Regions from separate parts of the Sus scrofa genome. Here region 2 is linked to region 1. A link is a contact called in public promoter capture Hi-C data. All regions are on one chromosome and are shown on one strand. The core of a region is the stretch at or near the end of the contact, and the rest is flanking DNA. Distances in the headings are between cores, read along the strand shown.

Evidence for each region. Promoter capture Hi-C pulls out the DNA fragments that hold promoters and counts their contacts.
Region 2: a promoter capture Hi-C map of fetal liver shows a contact between it and region 1, with 2.2 times the contacts expected there. The contact joins the promoter of HIC2 here to the promoter of PPIL2 in region 1. A contact is called at or near these places in 1 of 5 promoter capture datasets (fetal liver), 1 of 47 Hi-C or Micro-C datasets (liver) and 1 of 2 datasets of contacts at active chromatin or transcription factors (alveolar macrophages).

What each region holds. Positions count from the first base shown.
Region 1 is chr14:50,231,016-50,235,611 of Sscrofa11.1, reverse strand. It overlaps PPIL2 (peptidyl-prolyl cis-trans isomerase-like 2), which reads left to right and starts at 2,770. Exons shown (of 21, transcript XM_001929539.5): 1 at 2,770-2,961. The coding sequence starts at 2,930. LOC100155534 (verprolin) reads left to right here. Exons shown (of 7, transcript XM_013983173.2): 7 at 1,231-1,459. The coding sequence ends at 1,405.
Region 2 is chr14:50,345,171-50,349,766 of Sscrofa11.1, reverse strand. It overlaps HIC2 (hypermethylated in cancer 2 protein), which reads right to left and starts at 2,192. Exons shown (of 4, transcript XM_021072792.1): 1 at 2,099-2,192.

The DNA.
Region 1 (4,596 bases), core at 1,521-4,020:
GCACAGTTGTGGTTGCAGCTGTGGCTCAGATTCAGTCTCTGGCACAGGAACTTTCATATGCCATGGGTGTAGCCAACAACAAAAAAAAGTTCACAGAAGCACAACATATTCTATGGAAGAAAGTTCACAATACAGAATGAAGGCATAAAATTTGAGTCCCATACAGTGGGAAAAAAAAAAAAATTATTAAAAAGATTTAAAAAAAAAAAAAATTTGAGTCCCAGGAGTTCCTTTCATGGCTCAGTGATAAGGAACCTAACTAGTATCCATGAGGACATGGGTTTGATCCTTGGCCTCATTCTGTGTTAAGGATCGGGTGTTGCTATGGCCAGCAGCTTCAGCTCTGATTTGACCCCTAGCCTGGGAACTTCCACATGCTGTGGGTGCCGCCCTAAAAAGGGAAAAAAAAAAAATCCCAATACATTGGTTAATTTTTTTATTTTGTCTTTTCTAGGGCTGCATCCACGGCATATGGAGGTTCCCAGGCTAGGGGTCTAATTTGAGATGTAGCAGCTGGCCTATGCCAGAGCCACAGCAATGCTGGATCTGAGCTGAGTCTGCAACCTGCACCACAGCTCATGGCAATGCCGGATCCTTAACCCACTGAGCGAGGCCAGGGATCGAACCTGCAACCTCATGGTTCCTAGTCAGATTTGTTAACCACTGAGCCATGACGGGAACTCCATCAGTTTTTTTTTTGTTGTTGTTTTTTTTTTACATTGGTTGATTTTTAAATCAAGGCAAGATGATATAGCCTGTACTTCTCAGAAACTTGCTCTTTTCTGTTACTGTACCACTGAGGCGGCTTTACTTGTTGGGATATATAGACCAACGTGGTTCCTTAAACAGCTGCAGAATGGTCACAGCAGGCATAGCTACACCATGATTCCTTAAGCAATTCCCTGACGAACTTTTTTTGGGCTGTGCTTGCAGCTTGCAGAAACTCCCAGGCTCAGGATGAACCCACACCACAGTGGTGACAACACTAGGTCTTTAACCCCCTGAGCCACCAGGGAACTCCCCCAATGGTCCTTTAGATTGTTTCCAGGTTTGCATAATCACAGACATTGCCACAATGAACAGCCTTGAACAAACACCGGTGGGAAGGGCTTCCAGGGGTAGAGACGGATTGAGAACCACCCCACAGCCTGGGTTTGGTTATAGGACCCTCTGGTGGCCCCGTGTGCCGGGTCTGAGCTCATGGGCACATCTTGCCTGTCTCCTGTACAGGACCGCAGCCTGTAGTGGCTTGCCCAGCACCGAGGAGATGCCATCGCCTTCTGTGAAGGCCTCCATCTTCACGCCGCCTGTCCTGCTCAAGTTCCAGCCTGTGCCCCATCCCCAAGATGACTCAGAGAATGACCCTGGCAGCGTGGAGCCTGTGCCCTACCAGAGGGACCCGTAACCTCTCTTGTGCAAAGCACGGCCAGAGAAATGAATAAATTCCCCCCGGAGGTGCCTTCCTTGTGCCTCGCTCCCCAGGGACCATGCTGTCCCTTGGGCTTTCTCCTGTCCCAAGTAGTGGTCAGGGTACTGCAAGCCAGAGGCTCATGGGTCTGAGCCTGCACACAGTAGGTGGTCAGGTGGTCAAGTCAGGGAGGCTGGGATCCAACATGGGAACTCAGCCTACACCACAACCACAGCAACTCAGGATCCGAGCCAAGTCTGTGACCTATACAGCAGCAACACCAGATCCTTTAACCCACCAAGCAAGGACAGGAATTGAACCTGTGTCCTCATGGATACTAGTCGGGTTACCTCTAAGCCACAACAGGCACTCCCAAGAGTGCTGGCAATTTAGTGTTTGGGAATCAAGGGATACAGTGTTTAAAGCCATCAATCTGGGCAAGATCACCCAGTGCTTGACTGTAGAGGGAGGTCCAGGGCTTGGCTGGGGCACACAAACATGGTGGTCTGGCTGAAGAGACAGAAGGTATCATCAGGGCTTTGGACTTTCAGGCTTGATGGCTCCTGCCCCTGGGCCTCCCAGGAGAAGGGCCTGGAGGCAGTGGGAACTGTATGGGCAGTGAGCGGGTGGACAGAAAGTGTGGATGTCCCTTTTGAGCTGTCTGCCTTGGGGGGGCGGGGGGGGGGTAGTTGAGGAGTGGATATGGGGCCTAGTGGGAGTTTTCCTTTATATTTACTTTTTTGTTACAATCGCAGAATGTGTAAAGTTCTCAAGCCAGGGATCAAATCCTGCCCTAGGTGCAAACTGCACCACAGCTGTGGCAACGTGGGATCCCTAACCCGCTGAGCTAGGTGGGCTTTTTTTTTTTCCTAAGGCCGCACCCGTGGCACATGGAGTTTCCCAGGCTAAGGGTGGAATTGAAGCTGTAGCCGCTGGCCTATGCCATAGCCACCGCAACGCAGGATCCGAGCCGCGTCTGAGACCTACACCACAGCTCACAACAAGGTGGTTAAGCGGATCATTAAGCCACTGAGCGAGGCCGGGGATCGAACCTGAGTCCTCTAGTCAAATTCGTTTCAGCTGAGCCACGACAGGAACTCCCAGGCGGGCTTTTTAAAGACCTGAGAAATCAGGTCAAACTAGGGTGGGTCTAAGCCCTGTGGGGCAGATAGGCAACGGTCCAGAGAAAGGCACCCGGGAAGATGGGCCTTCGGGGTAAGGTGGCTCTGCCTAGGGCTGGCCCAGAAGCCCCAGCACCCAAGCGCCCCCCGCCCCCCACCTCGGGCACGCGCGCTGGGCACCACGGTTCCCGGCATACCCAGCGCCAGCTTCCGGGGCGGGGCGGGGCGGGGCGGGGCGGGGGGGGGCCAAGGGACCCGGAAGTTGTTACGAGGTCGACGGAGACGCTGGAGTCTGAGTTGTCTGCGATTGTTTTTCTTCGGAGACGCGGCTGTCTGAGTTGTCTGGGGTTGTTTTGCCACGTTCGCTCGTCCTGCCGGCGCCGCCGCTGCCACCGACGCCATGGGGAAGCGACAGCACCAGAAAGACAAGATGTAAGTAGCCCCCCTCCGGGAGCGGGCCCCGTTGGCCTCAGTCCCGCCTGTGGCCGTTCCTGCGTTGCGCCTTTTCCCCGAACCCCTCTCAGCTTCGCTTCCCCAGAAGCCTTCGGCCTACGCCGGCGGGGCGGCCCCGTAAGGCTCAGGGTTTCCCAGGGTCCCCGTTCCTTCAGCTCCGCCACTGCTGTCTTACCCCGCGCGCGGTTCACGCCCCCCAGCCTACCCGAGAGTTCCAGCATCTCCTATTAGAAACAGACCAGCCTTGCCCCACCAGCTGCCATCGAGTTTCTTTGATTTTCTTCATGGCAGGATGGGAAAGGCCTGTGTCTACCTGCTGTTTCTTGCTGTCCTTTTGAAACCACAACAGCCAGGCACTCGACCCCCCCGCGCTGCTCTTGTTGGGATCCAGTAACTTTTGCGTGGCTACATCTGGGAGTCAGTTTTCAGACCTCGTTTTGTTGGGCTTCTCAGCAGCGTGTGACACGGCCGAATAGCCCTTCTCTGGTGTCTGGGACACCATACACTCCTCAGGGGCTTCTCTTTCTCCGTCTCCTTTGTTGGATCCTCCTCCCCTCTCTCGGACCTCATAGTTCTGTACCGCCCCCCCCCCCCTCCCAGTTTACTCTTCTCCGCGGTGGTCACACCAGTCTTGCAGTGATCAGCTGCTTGCCAGACACCTCCTTTTGGAGATCTGAGGGACATCTCCAATTCACTATGCCCCACGTGGAGCTCTGGATTGTTGCACCTGAGCCTGCTCTGCCCCCATCTTTCTTTCTTTTTTCTTTTCTTTTTTTAAATTACTCAATGAATTTATTACATTTATAGTTGTACAATGATCATGACAATCCGATTTTATAGGATTTCCATCCAACACCCCCAGCGCATCCCCCCACCCCCCAAACTGTCTCCTTTGGAAACCATAAGTTTTTCAAAGTTTGTGAGTCAATATCTGTTCTGCAAAGAAGTTCATTGTGTCCTTTTTTCAGATTCCACATATCTGATAGCATTTGATGTTGGTGTCTCATTGTCTGACTGACTTCACTTAACATGATGATTTCTAGGTCCATCCATGTTGCTAAAATTTTTCTTTCTTCTTTTTTTTTCTTTTTAGGGCTGCACTCGTAGCATATAGAAGTTCCCAGGCTAAGGGTTGACTCAGAGCTACAACTACAGGCCTACACCACAACCATAGCAATGAGGGATCTGAGCCCCGCCTGCTACCTACACCACAGCTCATGGCAATGCTGGATCTTTAACCCACTGAGAGACCAGGGATCGAACCCAAATCCTCATGGACACTAGTCAGATTCCTTTTCACTGTGCCACAAAGGGAACTCTGCCCCAATTTTTCCATCTCAGTGGTCATACCACTGCTCAGTTTGCTGGGGTCAGAAGGCTAGAAGTTTCTCTTAGCTCCCCCTGCCTCCTGTTGGCCAGTAAGTCCTGCTGGCTTTTCCAGGAACTGATCAGTTCCCCCTCATCCACCACTCCTCCCACAGGTGGAGTTTATGCCATGTCCTTCTTAGACCTTTGTAGTTCTCCTCTCATTGGTTTTCTGCTGCCTCTTGCTTGTCCCTCTGCACCCAGCAACCAGAGTGAATCTTGGAGGACATTCTCGATCTAGTCAGGGAA
Region 2 (4,596 bases), core at 943-3,442, 110 kb before region 1:
GTCCAAGACCAGGCAGAGAGAAGGGGATGTTGCCTACCTGTCCCCGGCAGGTACCTCGCTACAGGACAGGGCACATCGCCTCCACCCCACCTGCATCTCCTCCTCTCCCTCCAGCAACTGCAACAATCATTTCGGTTTTGCTTTAATTAAAGGCCTGGATCCCTCAGGCTGCTGCTTCCTCCACTCAGGGCCTACAACCAGAGGGAGATTTTTCTTTTCAGGAATCGCTTGTAAAAGCTGAGTGACTAATCTACAAGTCCCAACAACTGGCAAGAAAACACTGCAGGAGAAATCCTGGGTACACAACAGCACTCAAGTCAAATGGCCAGGGAAGCTGGGCAATGAGCACTCAGCTACACCCCAAAACTGGCCTGCAGGAAGCCAGGAGCCAAAGGAAAGCAACCTGGGAGTGCAAACCCCAAGGCAGGCGGCCAGGTGGGAAACCCCCTCCCAGGCTTCCTAGGCTCCTCCTTGACCATGGGATCTAGAGGTTTTCATAATAAGCCCAACCACACACACCGGTTCACTCACAGGCAGGGAAGGCAACCCACTCCATGGCCAAAGGACTCGCTTCGGCCCCCAAGTATCCGCCTCCCATCCCCCCAGCCCCCCTTCGGTGCTAAGAGGCCACTAAACCAGCAATCTCACCACACAGCTTTGTCTCTGGAGGCCAGCCTGAGGCCGGCCCATCTGCTATTTTTTTTTTTTTTTTTTTTTTTTCAGACCACTCCAGCGGCCCTGCTCTGCTGAGCTTACGCCAGCTCCTTGAGCCAGGGCTACAGACCGGCCACATGGCCTGTGCTCCTGAAAATGTCTGCTGAAAGGCCCAGGGAGTCCAGACGCTGGCAGATGGGAACAGAGGGGAAGAAGTAAAGCCAGGAGCCAGGAAGCAATAAATGCCAGCTCCAGAAAGGTCCTGGGTTTGGGCGACCCAGCTCCATCCCTTCAGCCAGGGTCCCTGGGGAACAGCCCCAAGTTCAGCCTAGAGCTCTGGAGGCCCCTCCGCTACCTGCCAGCTCTCCCCCTCCCCCAAGCACAAGAGGCACAGCTATCCTCACATCAGTCAACAATCTTACAGCCACAGGATTCCTATGGGCAAGGCTCTGCCCCTCCCCCCCACCACCACATATGTCAGAGGGGTGGCCTCCCTGGGTTACACTCCTCCTGCTGGGAGCGGGGGGGAACCTAGCTTTCCAGATGTGCTTGGCCACTCTTACTAGAAAAGACACTTGAGGTGAACAGGAGAAACACCGATAAATAACTTCAAAACCGTTCCGGCCCATCCGGATCCTCACTGGGCTCCCTTCCCCAGGCAGTACCACGCTGTTCTGGGTGGGGCCGCAGGGAGCATTATCGGACCACGTTCCCTCCTCTTTAAGTCGCCACCCCCCGGGGAGAGGCATCCCCGCCTCCCCCCACCCCAACTAAGCCAGAGTGAATATGAACCAGCTCAGTAGATAAACAGAGAGTGACAAGCTGGGGCCCTTCAGCTCCCTCCCCCTGCCAGAGACCCCCTCCCCCAAGCCCATCTCTCTTCCTGCCAAGCCGCTGCCTACGGGAGAGATCTGGGGGCAGGGCAGCGAGCCCACCAGACGCAGGCCCGGACCTCGGGGAGCGGCCCCTCCAGGCCTGCCCCTGCCCTGCCCGCGCGCAGCCGTCCTCCCGCGGGGAGGGGGCAGGGAAGGGACGCGGACGGAGCGGGGCCACAGTTGTGGAAACCGCGAAACCCCCTGTGAGGGGCGGCGGCAGGCGCACGGCCTCCAGAATAATGGGAGCCCGCCTGTCAGGCAGCGCCGCTCCCGGACACTGCTCGGATTAGACCACTGAAGAAAAGGCACAAAGAGCCGGCGCCCGCCCGCCGTCCCCACGCCGCACACCCGCGCGGCCGGAGGCTTTGTACCCGGACCCCGCTGCCCGCCCAACATGCGGGGACCACAAAGCGCGAAGCGCCACAGGCAGTACAGCCAGCGGCCGGCAGGCCGGGGGTCCCGCCCCCTCCCACGCGCGCAGCCCCACGTCGCCGAGCGCGCGCCCGCCCACGCCCCTCTACCCGGGGGCGCGCCCGCCGCCCACTGCCCGCGCCCCAAGCCCAGCGCACCTCACCTCGTGTGCGTCGGCGGCGGCGCTTGCCCGCCGGCCGGCCAGCCCTCCCGCGGCCTCGTCCTCGGCGCCGCCGCGCCGCCCGCGCCCGCCCCGTCCGCCCGCCGCCGGCCCGGCTCTCCGCCCCGCGCGCCCGAGCGCCGCTCACAGTCGCCCGCCTGGCGCCATCTTGGAAGCTTGTGACGTCGGCGCCGCCCGCTCACCCCTGACCCACATCTGAATGGGCGAGCGGCGGGGCGGGGGCGGGGGCGGGGCCTGAGTGTCGGGGGCGGAACCGGGGCGGGGCTTGTGCCGCACGACGGCGCCGTAGAGGAGGGGCGCGGGAGGAGCAGGACCCAGACCTCCTGCGTTCGACTGCACCTCCTCAGGTGCGGGGTCAGCCGCGACCTCAGTCTCGGAACGTCGGGGCTGCGCTCCCACCGAAGGGGGTCTCGGCACTTACAGGCCCACGGCCAGCCCCCGAACACGGAGCCGACCCCGCCTTGAGCCTGACCCTGACCCCTGGCAGCCCCGCGTTAGTTACTCCTTCTCAGCCCGGCTCCTTGTACACCGCTGGCGGCCAGCGTCACCGCGCAGCTGCGGGCTGCAGACGGCGTGGTCCGGCCCGCTGGCCTGGCCGTCAGCGTCCGGAGAAAAGAAACCCCCTCGCCTATCCCCGGTCCCGGCGGCCCAGCGCAGCAGCGCCGGCCGTACCTGTTCAGAGGGCGCGGAGGTCGCCACTCGCCGTGCTCGGCCAGACTTTTCCGGTGGCCGCAGCCCCTCGCAAGCCCCCAGGGTCAAGCGAAGCACCCAGACCAACCCACCAGACCCAGACTGTTGGCAGGGGATGGGGTGGGCCCGGGGCCGCGGCCCTGTTTTAGGAGTCGCTTGATGGACCTCTCCCCACTTCGGACACCAAACGAAAGGGCTCACCATCTAAAGAGAGGGACCCAGGACTGTGGGGTCTCGGTTCCAGTCGAGAAAGCTGACTATGCCCCGGTTCTAACAAATTAACATATATGTTTACTGCAGTGTTAGCAGGATGGTTCTTGAGATTTTAAAATAATTCTAACTTCACCTGAAAGAATAAATAGCCAAAACCAGTTATCATTTCCCTTCACGACAAATTGTAAAGTTACTGCAGTGACTCAGTGCTAGCCAAGAAACAGACTACAAACAGATTCCAGAAATGGTAAGAGCCTAATGAAAAAGGAAGTATCAAAACATAAGTGAAGGGGAGGAGTTCCCAGTGTGGCGCAGGGGCAACGATTCCAACTAGCAACTATGAGGTTGCTGGTTTGATCCCTGGCCTTGAGCGGCCAGTTAAGGATCTGGTGTTGCCATGAGCTGTGGTGTAGGTTGCAGATGCTGCTCAGATCTGACATTGCTGTGGCTCTGGCGTAGGCTGGTGGCTACAGCTCCAACTGGACTCCTAGCCTGGGAACCTCCATATGCTGCAGGTGTGTCCCTTAAAAAAAAAAAAAAATCAGTAAAGGAGAAAAGAAATAACCCAGGAACAGAGCTCAGTGGAGAACTACTATTTGAAGAAACCGCTGAGAAACTGTCAAGGTCCTACTCACCAAAGATATTCAAATTAAAAGAAGTTACTTTTTTAGTTTGTTTTAACAGATTAGAAATCAGTTTCAGATGATAACGTTCAGGAGTTCCCATCATGGCTCAGTGGTTAACGAATCCAACTAGGAACCATGAGGTTTCTGGTTTGATCCCTGGCCTTGCTCAGTGGGTTAAGGATCTGGTGTTGCCTTGAGCTGTGGTGTAGGTTGCAGACTCGGCTCGGATCCCAAGTTCCTGTGGCTCTGGTGTAGGCCGGTGGCTAAGCTCTGATTCAACCCCTAGCCTGGGAACCTCCATATGCCGCAGGAGCAGCCCCAGAAATAGCAAAAAGACAAAAAAAAAAAAAAAAAGATAATGTTCAAATACAGACAGAAATCTGGCTGGTAATGACTCTGTTCAAAGCACATAAATTATCTGAAAATTCCTGAACATGAATTTGGCAGGATGAGCCAACAATAAAAATCCCTTAAAATGATCACAACACTTGGATCAGTAATCCCTCTTCTGGGATTTTGTTCTAAGGAAATTAACCTCATTTGTAGACTTCATGCATTATTAAAGGTCTCTCTAACCACACTGTAAGCTTGGGGTTTGGAATCCTGGTGTCAAGAGCACACCTGATGCTTAATAGACACCCAATGGTCATTTGTTTCATTGGCATTTGAAAATTAATGTATGATAGGAGTTCCCAGCATGGCACAGCAGAAATGAATCCAACTAGGAACCATGAGGTTTCAGGTTCGTTCCCTGGCCTCGCTCAGTGGGTTAAGGATCTGGTGTTTCTGTGAGCTGTGGCGTAGGTCACAGATTCAACTTGGATCCCGTGTTGCTGTGGCTGTGGCGTAGGCCTGTAGCTGTAGCTCTGATTCAACCTGCAGCCTGGAACCTCTATATGCCGCGGGGAGTGTGGCCTTAAAAAGCAAAAAAAAGAAAATTAATGTA